Regions from separate parts of the Gossypium hirsutum genome. Here region 2 is linked to region 1. Evidence: chromatin contacts called from public Hi-C data. All regions are on one chromosome and are shown on one strand. The core of a region is the stretch at or near the end of the contact, and the rest is flanking DNA. Distances in the headings are between cores, read along the strand shown. Region 1 holds the start of LOC107903556 (probable E3 ubiquitin-protein ligase HERC3). Region 2 holds the start of LOC107903551 (protochlorophyllide reductase, chloroplastic).

The links. A called contact is a pair of places that touch in the nucleus more often than the background predicts.
Region 2: a contact with region 1 is called in a Hi-C map of leaf, with 2.8 times the contacts expected there. The contact joins the promoter of LOC107903551 here to the promoter of LOC107903556 in region 1. A contact is called at or near these places in 2 of 34 Hi-C or Micro-C datasets (both in leaf).

What each region holds. Positions count from the first base shown.
Region 1 is chrD05:60,864,076-60,871,828 of Gossypium_hirsutum_v2.1, reverse strand. It overlaps LOC107903556 (probable E3 ubiquitin-protein ligase HERC3), which reads right to left and starts at 5,087. Exons shown (of 6, transcript XM_016829637.2): 1 at 4,124-5,087; 2 at 3,262-3,471; 3 at 2,153-2,263; 4 at 1,164-1,532; 5 at 970-1,077; 6 at 1-355. The coding sequence starts at 4,465. The coding sequence ends at 14.
Region 2 is chrD05:61,058,414-61,066,166 of Gossypium_hirsutum_v2.1, reverse strand. LOC107903551 (protochlorophyllide reductase, chloroplastic) reads left to right here and starts at 4,046. Exons shown (of 5, transcript XM_016829632.2): 1 at 4,046-4,508; 2 at 4,602-4,700; 3 at 4,785-5,316; 4 at 5,399-5,757; 5 at 5,843-6,134. The coding sequence starts at 4,455. The coding sequence ends at 5,998. It overlaps LOC107902916 (norbelladine synthase), which reads right to left and starts at 7,440. Exons shown (of 2, transcript XM_016829025.1): 1 at 7,106-7,440; 2 at 6,672-7,025. The coding sequence starts at 7,358. The coding sequence ends at 6,745.

The DNA of each region.
Region 1 (7,753 bases), core at 3,838-6,337:
AATTCATTGCATTTCATCTGCTTTCTGAAAGCAGAGTTGCTTCGTCTTCCATTTCATGAATAAAAATCTCTGTAGGTTCAAGGCAACCTCTCAGTGTGTCATGACCAAGTTGTGCTCGTTCGTTGTCTCCAAACCCGAACATCCTCCCCCGATGAGTTACCACCACAGTGTGGTACAGACCTGTGCTAACCTGTGAAACACGGTGATCTCTCAAGCAATCAACGAGTCTAGGTCTCATAATTTTGTCAGATACGCCCCTGTCTGGGAAACCCAAGCTGCCAAATCCCATCCACCCAAAGCCATAGACAGCACCACCATCAACAAGAACAAATGTTTTCCTCTTTCTTGCACAAACCTACATCAAATGGTAACCCTCATCATTCTTCTTTTCTGCTATTACTAAATCTAAGAGTCCAACACTCTACTAACTAACCCCCGGCCACAGCTATTGGTAAATCAACTGGATTCTTTTTGTGACAAATATAGTCATGAATAGAGATGCATGCATACTGAAAGCTGGAGGTTACAAGCATCCATCTTAGCTTCAATACGCTTCAAGGCATGTCAGCAAGCTTTTCGATACACTCACAATTAAATATTATCAGCACATAGAATAGAAGTTCAACTCTTGAACTCATTAAGAGAACAGTGTGCTTGAGTTTGATATGGGTCATCTTCGCAAGTAGAATTAAATAGTATATTCTGATTCACTCAAACACATTAAAGCCTCGTTTGGTTATCAGTACAAATTTAAGCTTGAAATTGGAAGGATGAGTAAACCCTAGTTAAAAAAAATGACCTCTCAAAATAAAAGATTTTCCTTCCCTTTCCTGAAAATAAGTCATGTGAGTGGCTAAAAATTACCAAGTGAGATTAATTTATTGCTAACTCATGTACTAATACGTGTTGAAAAAATAATGCTCCTACCAAATGAAGCATAAAAATGTTATAAGGACGGAGAAAATTAACCTGCACAGCAAGCTGACCCTTAAGGCTAATCAAGTGTTCAGGAAGAGTCTTATCGATCTCATCTCCATGGCCTAATTCACCACAGTAACCTTTTCCCCAGGTATAAACCTGCAAAAAGCATGGAAAATTGTAAAACCATAAAAAAGAGAGCATAATAAACAACCACAAAGTTCAACTCCAATGGAGAGACTCACATATCCACTCGAATCAACTGCCACAACATGCTCATCACCAGCAGAGACACGAAGAACATGAATACCCTTTCTCTTAAATGTCTGGATTGCACGTGGCTGGAATTCATTTTGCTGCTCCCCATGGCCAAGGCAAAAATTAGAACCAGAACCAAATGAGTAGACTACTCCATTGTCAGTTACAGTTAAAACATAGCTTGGGCCAGCAGCAATCTGAACTACAGAGCCAACTCTCTCAAGCAGTTCAACCATTTTGGGGGTTGGTCGGTCTTGAGTGTCACCATGACCCAACTGCCCATGTGTGTTAGTTCCACATGTATAAACAAGCCCTTGTCTTGTAAGAAACACAGTAAAATTCAGTCCAGCAGCAACCTGAAACCATGATAAAAGAAGAAGCGGCAACTTCTTACTAAATTCTTGCCATGAGAATAATAACAGTCAATCTTCAAAATCCACTCTTTAGGTTATACTAAATTTTTGCTTTATTGCAAAAGCTCTCTCTGCTCTGACCTTGAACATTAAATGAAGTCTTTATCTATCACAAACAACATGATTTTTGATGGCTTAAACCTTTATCACCAACAAACATAAACAGCATTTTAACAAAATACTGCATACTGACTTCTTCTAAACAAAATGCAAATCTAAGCATCATACTTGACAGGATTCATGAAAATAATCAGTGTATGAAGCTCAATAGTTATAATGATGACAGCAAACATCGGCATGGTAGCAATAACGTTAGGCTATTATGGTGAAAACTTTTACTATCTCCTCCTCAAAATGACGCAGGGAAAGATAATGAAGATGACAGAGCATCAATGATAGAAGCAACAACAAAATACAACCAATATTGATAAGATACTAATACTAACATAGAAAGAAGTTTAAGAACCACTTATTGTAGAACCTATAGTACAAGCTGCTAAAACTCTCGAGCAAAACTATTATTTACATGTTACGCTATACGATGAGGGTGATATACACTACACCTGTTTACAAGGAATCCCCTTCATTGCTTCAACAAGCCTTGGTCTAAAGATGGGGCGGCCTGTATCTCTATGGCCACAACAAAAGGATGAATTGTCTCCACATGTGAAAACCTGCATAAGTATTGGTGCCACTATGAATATGGAAACCACTTGGTATACTGATCACCTACATCCTTAAATGTTGAAACGATAAGCATGAATTCACAAAATTGTGACCACAAAGTAAAGTGGGTGAAAAACATATAAAATTAGCCAAAACTATGGAAGTTTATATACATTGAAAGGCTAGGATCAGTAAATCATAATCAACTGAGGCATCTCTAATATGAGAAAATAGGTTTATAGTTCTGTATAACACTCAAGTATCATGAGCTTGGTTCATCATGTAAAGCAGATTAGAACTCACCTGAGTTCATCATGCCAAGACAGATTAAAACTCACCTGAGCTCATTCAACAAAGCTTTGGAGTTTGGCTCAAGTATGCCAATTTCAAGCTTTTCACCAGAGCAAACCAAGTTCAACCAAAGGCCTGCTCAACTAATCAGGCATCAGAGCCATCAGTGCAGGCTCGTAGATGGCTATGCATACTCTAAAAGAGCTAAATATAACCAAATCAGACTTGTAAATTTATACATTCTGCTTTCTAGGCTAGGTTCAGCTTGTTTCTGCCTGAATTTAATATATGAAGTCCACGCAGAGGTTGCAACCGCTATGAACCCTTCCCATAGGGTTCACATTTTCATAAACTTATTACCAAATCCAGCCGAATCAAGATACTAGGAATTGATCTATCCAGCAATGAATAGACTAAAAGGTTGCCCATGTTAAGCAATAAGAAACATAGCTGTTAAGAATATTTGACGTTATCACAAATTCACAGTATATTATGTTATCATCATTTCCAGTCATGAAATATTTGACTTTCTCAGAGGTAGTGGCTGGATCAAACATTCAAAACCACATCAAGCACTAACATCCGTATGCAATTACAAAGAATTGACATCAGCTGCTAGGGAAAGAATATATGTGGCTCGTTTACGAAATGTACCCTGTGTATGCTATTGGCCAACTGAAAAACATGGCAAACTGAATAAAGGTGAGTAACAAACCTCTCCAGACTGCAAAACAAATGCAGCATGATTCTGAGAGGCCGACACCTGGATCACATTAGCTAGAGAAGGGAAGTTAATCCTCGTAAATGCTACACACTGTGTTGTTTCAGGACCATGTCCAAGGACACCACACAAACTGGAACCACAAGAGTACACTGATGAATTCCTAATTAGCAATGTGTGATACCTTCCAGTTGTTATCTGCATCTGGTAAATCAAACTTGATAATAAGTGTTGAGCAACCAGAACTCATTTAATGGCAATATAAGATATATAAGAGATGGAGACAGAAACATAAGAGATTTGAAAGATGCAATCAAGTATCAACATGAAAAAAAAAAGAAACAAACCTCTTTGTGTAGCAAAAAATGAATGATAAGGAACCATCAAACAACTAATTACTAAAGCCAGCAAAAATGCAACCAAACTAAATACCGAATAATCCACAGTGAAAGCAGGTAGAGTTCAGCCAAATTTCAACTTAAGTTGTAATTTAAGCATTTAAACAATTGTTGCTTCTATCACTTACTTTCTGCTATTTCCTTCATGTTGCCCCGGAAATTGCTTTAAATCATCTATGCTAACCAGTTAAATCATAATTCTCCATATAAAACTAAAAACCAGGCATTTTAATATTCACAAAAACTGAATGTAACTTTAAATTCCTTCAGAACTAGTATTTCTATTTATATCCGAACACACCAAAAAGAGCAAACCATAAGAAACCAAACAGAAACTAAATCCCAACTAACTTCTGAGCCATTTCTCAAGTTAACAGGCAAAAGTACAAAAAATTATTAATTCTAAAAGCAAAATGATCAAAATTAATATATTAAAAAAAAGAAAAAGAAATAGTTACATTGCCTGCAGAGGTTTGGACCATGTCCGACAATTGCTCTACTGATTGCAAAAACCTCAAAAGTCGCTTCCAATTCCCATCACACCGTTCAAAAATGTCCCTTTGACTACTACAATTCATCCCTATATATATCCCATTCGTCATGCACAATTGAAACGCGGCTAAATCAACCAGCGACCTGCATTTCGTGGGACAAACATCGTGACACCCTCCGAATGTTCTCGAAGTCAGCTCCAGCGACACTAGGTCAACGGCACTTAACCGTTTACCGGACGTTAAAATTTCCAAAATTAGATGCGACGGTAGATCGTCAATCGAAAATAACCTACTCCGATCAGCCATTGAAAATTTTTTGATTTTCTTTTAACTGGAAATGTAACGGATTTAGGGTTTCGATTTCTAAGAAAAAGAAACAAGAGAAAAAGAAAAATTATCAAATTTGAGGCGAAATCTTAAGCAATTAAAACAAATTATAAAGAAAGCATCGGAAGGAAGGAGAATTGAGAAATTCAATTGCGATTGATGCTTTGATTGGAAACTAATCATCAGATGGGATGGATCGGATCACTAGATCACCGTTGATTTTCGTTGTTAAGAGAATGAGAAATTCAGAATTTTTTTAAATTAATCTGCATAAAATGGATTTAAAAAACAAAGGATTACCAGAATTTCAAAAGTTTGAGATTGGATTGAAGAAAGAAACAATTAAAGAAAAAAAATCAGTGAAGATCGATCACTACCAAAAGAAGGATTCTTCCTTTCTTGCTTTTTCTTTTTCTTTTTCTTTTTCCACCGAAAAATTGGAAGTGGAAAATTGAGCTGAAAAGTACGTTATTTGTAAAATAATTAAATTAAAAAATGAAAAAGGATATGTAAATAAAGGCATGAAGGAAAAGATACTGCCAACCAAGGTTTTCCGCATTGAATCTTATAGTAGCGGTTTTTTTTTTTTTGCTTAATCATTAAAAAATCTAAAAATAAGCATAATCGGTTCATTTTATAAACAATAATAGTAACTATCAAGTAAACTCGATTTATTTAAATCAAATTTATTTGGATCAAGTTAATTCAAAATATTATTTAAATAAAAATTAAAATTTATATACATATTTTGTCTCCATTAATTCGATTTTTATATGACTTTTCTTATGTTATGGTTATAATTGGTGGGAACATTATAAAAATGATTTTATGTTCTTAAATTAGACAAAACGTAGTTGTAAGCCTGTTTCTTAGCTTGATACATAAGGGGACGGCATATTAAAATCTAAAAATTTGTTTGATACAATCAATCCTAAGATAACCATGTGAAGAGAATCAATAACATCTCAACACGGATGAGAAAGTTTTTTCTTTCAGTTGACGTGTCGAACGAGGATTGGCTAACTGACGCCAAAACCGGTGGAGCTGGGTATTTGTTTTCTGGTTTACAGCACAAAATCTACGAATCGGAAGCTTTGGTCCGTTTTTGTGTTTCGTCGTGGATTTCCACTACCTGTCGCTCTCCCCTTCTATTTTGTCCGAATATTGATTGACACGTGAAGTCCTAAAAACTTGCCACGTGGAAACCACAACTCCATTATTTTAAATATTTTATATAAATTTTAAAATTAGCTATTTATTAGGTTTTTAATTTTTTTTATGTTGATTTTATAGTTTGTATTGAAAGTTTGTGGTTGTCTAATGTGGTTTTTAACAGTTGAAGTAATTGAGGGAGCAAATATAAAATAATTTATGCAAAAGAAATGAGGGATTAAATTGAATAGAAGATAAAATTAGCTTGAATGTTTAAAGAAGCAATAATACCAAAGCTTTAAGAAAGCTATCAATTCATTTAATTGTTTCTAACTCACGTACATATAATGAAAAGTTTACGGCATTTTCCTTTAAATTTTAATATTATTATCCTGAAAAAAATCAAATCAAACATGATACGTTAAAATTTAAGATGAAAATATTGAAATGACAATAAATTGTAGGAAAAGGATACAACTAACATGATATACCAGTTTCATATAATCCTTTTTCATTTATACTTTCCCTAAGTCCGCTCAATGCAAGTCTATTTATACATATATTATTGTTTTAATTAATGTATAAGTTTAGATAATGATGGATGATGATAAGTTTGATTTTTTTTCTAGAGACAATGAGAAGGATCGGGAGCGAGAGAGAAAAAAGTTAGGTTGTCTCTTGCTGCATCAAGAGATGGTAATGGATCCCAAACTGAAAGCATATTTAATGGTCGATAGTCATGTGTCATGATTGCCAGCTTAATTTGTATCACAGTGTCTTACTAATTCACACGTCCTGCTCCTATAATATAAGCCACGGTCAAGTGTGCTTTTGGCATACCTCATTGTTCGATGAACAACTTCTAAATGAGGTTTCTTTGGCTTCTACATAAAGTGACTAACTATTCCAATTGTAAAGGCTATATTCAGTAGCATTAATTTAATTTTCCTTCAACTACACAAAGTTTGGCATTCGTCTCCATTGGTGTTGAAATCGACATCCAATTCTACATCTCGCATTTTGTTAAGATATCTTGTATATATTTTTGTTGACATAGGAATAGACCTTTCTTGGTTCATTCTATCTTAAGCCTTAAAAATTAAATAAAATTATAAAAATTATAAAAATAAATTAATTTTATAAAATTTCATAAAAATTAATCTTCTCATTTTGATTAAATTATTTAACTAATATAACTTGTGAAAATTAAAAATGAGAGGAAAAAGTATTAAAAAAATTAAGTTCGATTTTATAATATAAATTGTTGATATTTATTTTTTGATTTAAAATATAAAAATAATAACTTATATTTATAAATTTTATAAAATCTAATGATTAATTAATGTAACAACTCGTTTTCAGTAAAATCGGAACAGTGGTTTTGAGACCACAAATTCTAGGTCAAAAAATTTATTTGAATATTATTTTGTGATCTACAACATGATAGTATTATTGTATAAAAATCCCGTTAAGAAATTTTACCGTTTGCATGTTCAATTTGATAAAGGACTAAATCGCGTAAAGTGCAAAAGTTGTGTTTGATTAGCTAAAGGTATTAATCAGCTATAGAACTTTAAAGTGGAGGTCCTTATATGGTAATTAGACCATTAGTTTAGTTAATGGATTTGCATGGCATGGTCATTGTGTGATTTTTAAAGTTAGATAAAGGTAATTTGGTAATTAGGTAAATTAAAGATAAAATAAATAAAACAAAAGACAAAGCTATCAGCTTTTTCATTTTTCCTTCACCAATCGAATTTTTCAAGAAGAAAAGCCTTTGGAAAAGCTTCAAACTTTCAACTAGTGCATGGTAGGCTTTCCTCGTCTCGTTTTTAATGATTTTTATGTTTTTGGGATCGTTGTAGTTTAACCTAGTTAATGAGAGGACTAATTTGCAAAATGGTGGAAAGTATAGGGTTTTACCACGAGAGAACTTTAGTTTTTTGTGAAGTTTAATGGAAGAAAATGAATATTTATTGTGATGAATATTTATTGTGAGTTAAACAATTGTGTGGTAAATGTGTGAAATTGTGAAGAGTATGGGCTGCTATAAGCATGTATAAAATTTGGTGGCTTGTGTAGAGAGGAAATTGCATGAATTTCATTTTACAAGCA
Region 2 (7,753 bases), core at 2,797-5,296, 200 kb before region 1:
TATCCAAGTTCGAGGTTTGTGAAACATTTCAACTATAATTTACCTATTATATTTTTTATTTATTTTAACAAAAAAATGTTATATTTATAATAATGTTACTATACTTTTTCTTTTATAATTTTGGTCAAATTTACCCTTAAACCATAATAAATAGTAACATGCTTTAATAAAAAAATATATTTCTTCTTTCTTTTTTTCATCAATTCCATCAAAAGAGAAGATCTATCCACTTATTGTTCTTTCCTAATTTCAATTTATTTATTCAAAAATAAATAAGAAATTAATTTACAAGAAAAATGTATTTATTTATTATTAAAATAAAATAGCATAAGGTTAAACAATTGCATAATAAATAAAAAAATAAAAGTAAATTTTATGATGACAATTTAGTGCCTCTATAGATATGCTTACATATAACTAACAAGCCTAAAATATCTCAAAACAAACAACCCACTAAGTTGATTATTAGCAACAAAGTTTCACAAAACCTTCTGTCAAGTATTCAACTAACTTTAATATAATAGGTTAGCTTTGAATCAAGGTGAACCAACGTTCAACACTTCCCCTTATTCAAAGCTACAAACACCAAGTTTTTCCTTAAAAAGGTCGTGTTTTGCTTGCAGAATCAGCTTTGTAAAAATGTTTGCAACTTGCTCATTTGTATCACAAGCCTTCAAAATAATTCCTTCGGTAGAAACAAGGCTTCAAATAAAATGATAATGAATATCGATGTGTTTGGTTCTACCATGAAAAGATAGTTTTTTTTCATAACAATAGACAATCTTTTATCCTAAAATATCTCCTTTACAACTATATGGTTTTGATTGAAATATGCAAGAATTCTCCTTAACCAAACTACTTGTCAAGTTGAAGATGTTGCAGCTACATACTCATCCTTAGAGGTTGATAAGGTTACTAATGCATGTTTCTTTGAACTCCACAAAGTTGTTCTAGACCAAAAGATGAAAATGAAATCTAATGCGCTCTTCTTATCTTCAATGCTACCAGCCCAGTCATTGTTTGTAAAGTCAATTAATTTGAAATTTGAAACTTTAGAATACCAAATCCCATGCTAGAGTGTTCCTATAACATATCTCAAAATTCTCTTTACAACTCCAAGGTGAAGCTTGCTTGGATTGCGTATAAACCTCGACACAACTCCAATAGAGAAAGAAATATATGGTATTGTATGAGATGAATAATTTAAACTATTAGCAAGACTTTTAAAGTGTGACATTCCATTTCAGCTCAATCATCGTGACACAACTTCTCATTAATATTCATGGGTGTGACAACAACCTCACAATTGGCCATATTAAACTTTTCAAAGGATCAATTGCTTATTTCCTTTGTGAAATAAATATCCCATCAACACCTTGTTTCAGTTCAAGACCAAGGAAACAATGCAATAGACTTGAGTTAAACATTTCAAACTTCTTCATTATGCAATCTTTAAATTTAGCAACAAAAATTCGTTTGAACCTATATAAATCATATCATCAACATAAAAACATACCACCAAAAAATCTTCACCTTCACTCTTTATATAAAGAGTAGGCTCATAATTACTTCTTTCAAAACCATTTTCCTGAAAATAAGAATCAATTTTAAAGTACCATACTCTAGGTACTTGCTTCAATTCATAAAGCACCTTTTTTGACCTGTATATTTTATCTTCTTTGCCATTAACAACAAAGCCTTCAAATTGAGCAATACAAACTTCCTCTTCCAAGTCACATTTAAAAAGGAAGATTTAACATCAAATTGATACACTAGCCAATTTAATTTAGCAGCCAAGGCTAAAAATGTTCTCACCGTGTCAAAACAAGCAATAAAAGAGAATGTTTCATCGAAGTCAATGCCTTAATGTTAGGAATAACCTTTTACTACCAGTCTTGCCTTACGTTTTTTGATGTTTCCATTTGCATGGTACTTTTTTAAAAACCCACTTAAGCCCAATAACATTCTTTCCTTCCAACAAGTTTACCAAATCAAAAGTCTAACCACTTGAAAGCATTTGGAATTCTCCAAACCCCAAAATTATTCTCTTCCAAATAAGAAGATATAAGACCTTACATTAGCCATCAAAATTTTACAATGAATCTCAATGTTAATACTCAATTATACCCATCTAATGTATAAAAAAACTTATAAATATATAATGATTTTAATGATTTTAAGTGATGAAGGACCACTTGTAATATGAATTGTTAATCTGTCAACCTTTTGTTATTTTCTTAAGGGTAAATTATACAAATGACCATCCAATTATGTCCGTATTCTTATTTTGGTCACTCAACTTTAAAAGTGTTCAATTTAGGTACTAAGGTTTGAATTCGTTCTTGTTTTGGTTAACCGTTGATAAATTGATAATGAAAAACCTTTTTCTAAATGGTATAATAACATATTTAGTTATCACTACTTATATATTCTATTAATTTGATCCTAATTCTAAATAATTCAATAAATAGAACCCTTTACCTTTATAAATTATATCAATTTAATCCTCTAACTTTCTAACCTAAGCTTTTAGCTTCAAAAGCAGAGGCATTCCACATTCCACATTCCGAAGGCTTGCCCGAAAAGTGGGAGGGTTTGGGTAAAAATATAAGCTCGAAAAATAGATTTGGGCAAAAAAAATTTGGCCTGTTTAGAAAACGGGTTGGGCCTTGAGTAAGACCTTTTTGGCTTGGGCCGACCCAGCCTGAATATGCAAAAAAAAACTGTTGTTCTTTTTACTGTTTTCTTGCTATTTTTTTATTATTTTGTTTCTATTTTCATTTTTTTTCACTATTTTGCTACCATTTCACTTTTATTTTGCTACTATTATGTTGTTATTGTTTGGATATTATATAACTCTTGTTTTATTGTTAATTTTGTTACTATTTTAGATGCATTTACTTGTTAAGTTGCACCTATCTTTGTGTTATTTAAGTATACATATTTTTTAAAATTTATTTCCAATTTGTTGGGAAACATTTATTTTAATATTTTTAATATTAAATTCATAGATGTGGAATGCTTTTGTTTTAAAAGTTGAAAGGTTTGGTTAGGAAGTTTTAGGATCAAATTGATAGATTTATAAATGTGAATGGTTGAATTTATTGAATTGTTTAGAATTAGGATCAAATTTATAAAGTAAGTAAGTATTGAGGATTAAATGTGTTGTTATACCAGTTAGAAAAAGATTTTCTATTATCGATTTAACGGTAGATGACCAAAACAGGAATTCGGGCATAGTTGAGTCACCATTTATATAGCTTACTTTTTTTTTAATATACTAGGGATGGAGTTTTTACATTTTATAAGGAAAGTTAAGAAAATATTATATTTCTTATTTATTTAGTTTATTTTAAATTTTTAACCAATTAAAGACATTTAGTGGTTTCTTAAATTTACTTGTAAATTAAAAAAAGATCATCCTAACTAAAATATGCAAGAAAAATATAAATCAACGAATAGCTACTTCTTCGACAAAATTTCAGCTACATGGACAGAGGAAAGAATTGTGTACAGTGAACATATAGGTTAAAGTAAAAAATTTTTTAGGGGACCGAAATTAAATTATATATTTTGATGTTAGTAAAAATATAATTTCACTATTTTAATATCTATATTTTTATAATTTTAAAGGATTAAATAAAATTTTTATTATTTTAAGAGTCAAAGTATAATTTTACTTTCACTGATTTAAATTTTTATAAATTTTAAAGTATTTTTTTATATTTTAGGGTGACTGAAGTCTTTGCTAACCCCTTGACTGGCAATGCTCTTCTTAGATGGAGAGAATGCGAAGTAGTTTGAAATCTAAAATCTAAAAGTCTCTTTTCATCTTTAGTAGGTAAAATCAATGATTTAAAATATATAAAAATAATCCATAAATTGATATAAATTTTCTCGGTCGATAAATAATTTAAAATAAATAAAAAATTAATTAATTCGTGAATTGATATAGATGAATTGAATCAAATTATATATATTTGAATTTTTTAATAAAATTTTAATAAATTATGGATTTGTACTAGGTGGACCGAATTGCCACTCTCAGTCCAGAAACATCGGCTCCCCCCTCCAATTCCAAACACCTCTCTAATCCATTCCACTGTACCTCACCAGAGACCACTCCCTATCCCTTTCAATCTTCCGATAAACCAGCCCATAACTACAGGGAGTGGAACATCCTTGGTGGGTGGGGACAACTCCAAAATATCCCCATACTTAGGGACTAAAACATTATTAAAATATTTCAGAAAATCCCAAACTCAATGCTCATTGGCTACATTGAATTGATGTGGCAGATAAGTTTACCCTCCTTAATTATCTTATCTTTTCATACCTGTCACTATTTAATATCTTTGCTCGTTTCTCACAATGAACAAACACTCACTTCTTTCTACTACTGAGCTCACCCTTCACTTTGGTCCACTACACAGCCATTTCAAAGTGGTACATACATGGCTCTACAAGCTGCTGCTTTGGTTCCATCTACTTTCTCTGTACCAAAAGAGGTTTGTTTTCAGCTTTGTACTGAAGAACTGGTTCTTGTTTTTTTTTTCTGATTCAGTTTGGGGTTTTTGACATTTTGGGGTTCTAATTTGTAGGGAAAGTCTGGTGCTTCTTTCAAGGATTCATCTCTCTTTGGAGTGTCACTTTCTGATCACATCAAAGCTGACTTCACCTCTTCTGCTTCAAGATGCAAGGTTGGGATTCTGAGTTCTTTAAATAGGACAACTATGGTGTTTATGCTGTTTTTGTGCCTGTAATTGAGCTTTTTTCCTTTGTAGAGGGAATTCAACCATAGAATTGGGGCTGTCAGAGCCCAAACAACAGCCACTGCAACACCAGCAATCACCAGATCTACAGTGGATGGAAAGAAAACACTAAGAAAGGGTAGTGTGATCATCACCGGTGCCTCCTCTGGATTGGGTTTAGCCACTGCGAAGGCCTTGGCTGAAACTGGGAAATGGCATGTTATAATGGCTTGCAGGGACTTTCTCAAGGCTGAGAGAGCTGCTAAGTCTGCTGGAATGTCAAAAGAAAACTACACCATTATGCATTTAGACCTTGCCTCCCTCGACAGTGTCCGACAATTCGTCGATAGCTACAAGCGATCAGGCCGACCTCTTGATGTACTTGTTTGCAATGCTGCTGTTTATCAACCAACTGCCAAGGAACCCACTTTCACTGCTGAAGGATTTGAACTTAGTGTGGGGACTAATCACCTCGGTCACTTCCTTCTTTCGCGGTTATTGCTCGATGATTTGAAGCAATCCGATTATCCATCGAAACGCCTCATCATCGTCGGTTCCATAACAGGTAATTTGCTATACCAATGTCATTCAAAATGAGCATTTTTGTATGAATTGTGGTATTGGTGTACTAACATGGAATGAATCAGGAAACACAAATACATTGGCCGGTAATGTACCTCCGAAGGCAAACCTTGGGGATCTAAGAGGACTTGCAGGTGGACTAAATGGACTGAACAGCTCTGCCATGATTGATGGTGGAGATTTTGATGGTGCCAAAGCATACAAGGACAGCAAAGTCTGCAATATGCTCACTATGCAAGAATTCCATAGGCGTTTCCATGAGGAAACCGGCATTACATTCGCTTCATTGTACCCTGGTTGCATAGCTACCACCGGCTTGTTCAGGGAGCACATTCCTTTGTTCAGGCTCCTCTTCCCTCCATTCCAGAAGTACATCACCAAGGGGTTCGTCTCCGAAGAGGAAGCCGGAAAAAGACTCGCTCAGGTATAAACAAAAACTAAGATAGCGAATGCGAATGCTCGGTTATGATCTTTTGTGCATTAACACAATTTCATTGCTTCTAATGTAGGTCGTGAGCGATCCTAGCTTGACGAAATCTGGTGTTTACTGGAGCTGGAACAAGGATTCGGCTTCATTCGAGAACCAGTTATCTCAAGAAGCTAGTGATCAAGATAAAGCACGCAAAATATGGGAGCTTAGTGAGAAACTCGTTGGCTTGGCCTAAATTTAGAGCCTTGAATGCTTTGCGGCAGAACTTTGATAATGGCTTAAGGGTCTTATCTGATCCCATTGATGAGTGTAGATGACTTTGTGAGTTGCAGTTTGTCAATAAAAAATTTACTCACCCCAATTTGCAAGAATCTCAAGTTTCTCTTCCATTATCAAATATGAAAATGAGAAAACATAACCAAAATATCGATTAATTTATGATGTTATAGGGCTAGAAATATGTTAAAAGTACAACATCAGCCTAACATTAAATTTAACCCTTCTTACATCTGTTGTCAATTTCGCCTTTATTATTATTTAGCTAGTTTTGTCCTTTTAACTTTTTAAAATTAATTAAATTTGACCATCGACCTTTTGAAAAGAGTCGAAATGATGTTTTCTAATAAAAATATTGACTAAAATGTTAATTTTAAATATTGACTAAAATGTTAAATTTTTAAACACAACAACTCGTATGACAATCCACCTATATGAATTTCAAGTTTTGACTTTTAATTTATTTGACAAATAGTAATATGTCAGTATAAAATGCATATAAATAGTCACGTATGTTGTCATGTCAATTTAATTAATAAATTAATATTTTTACTAAAGAAAAACTATTTTACATTTTTAAAATAATTAATGACCAAAATTAATTAAAAAAGAATAATAGTTAAATTAACAGAAAATGTAAATGTCAATTGCTAAATTTATTATTACAAAATTCAACCCAAAAACACCAATTTAATGAAGGGCATTTTAAGCCCAATTTGCTCTCTCAAGATAATACTTTGCAACTTGTGCAACAGCTGCTAAGCATTGAATATTAGGCTTTGGATCCTTAGCTTGAAATTCTTTCTTGACAGCATATGAAATATCAGATTTTATGATGCTTTTGCTCGGGGATTTTTCTATTATATCGAACCGAACCAGTTGAATCGAGCAACCAATCTCAAGGCATCCACCTTCTAAAGTTTGTGCCACTTTCACCCTCTTTTGGTCATCAATCACATTGAATATCTCAGTATAACTTGAATTCCCTGATTCATATTGAAACAATCCATCATCAAGTTCATTAAAATGCATGGATTTTGATAAAAGAAAAACCTGGTTTAAGTACCTGGAACAAAAGTGAGTTTAAGAACAGTTCCAACCCCACCATCACCTTTCAAAACTTGAATCCGTTGAATAACATGTTTAAGCTGTTGAGCAGCGAGTTTTGAGATCCCAAGGTGCCTATAAAGTTCCCAAGTCAGATTTGCAGGCACGTTCACTTCAACCTCATTGGTAAGATGCTTTAATTCCTCACAATTAACTCTAATGTAGCAACCGATGAGAAGAACAAAGAAAACAAAAGAAATTTGCTTCAACATTTTTCTTTTTTGTTTTTAAACCTTTGGAATGATTCTATGATTTCTGTATTTCTACAATTTGCAGTGTTTAAATATAGAGATATGAAATGAGTTATGTATATTCTAATAAATGATCGAGATAACGTTAAAATTCATAAATGCTAGATTAGTTTGCAATTTATTGCTACATTTTCCATTTAAATACATGAAAATTTTGAGGAGGGGATTAATGAGCAAATTTGTTGAAATATTTTATTGTAATTGATATTTATCATTTATTAGATAATCTGAGGCGATATAAGCTATACAGATTAATTTTGCAAAGTGTCGTATTCCACATTAGTTAGAAAAATTTAATATTTAATGACTAAAGTTGCACATTGACCTGTTCATTTATTTAGAACAAAGAAGATAAC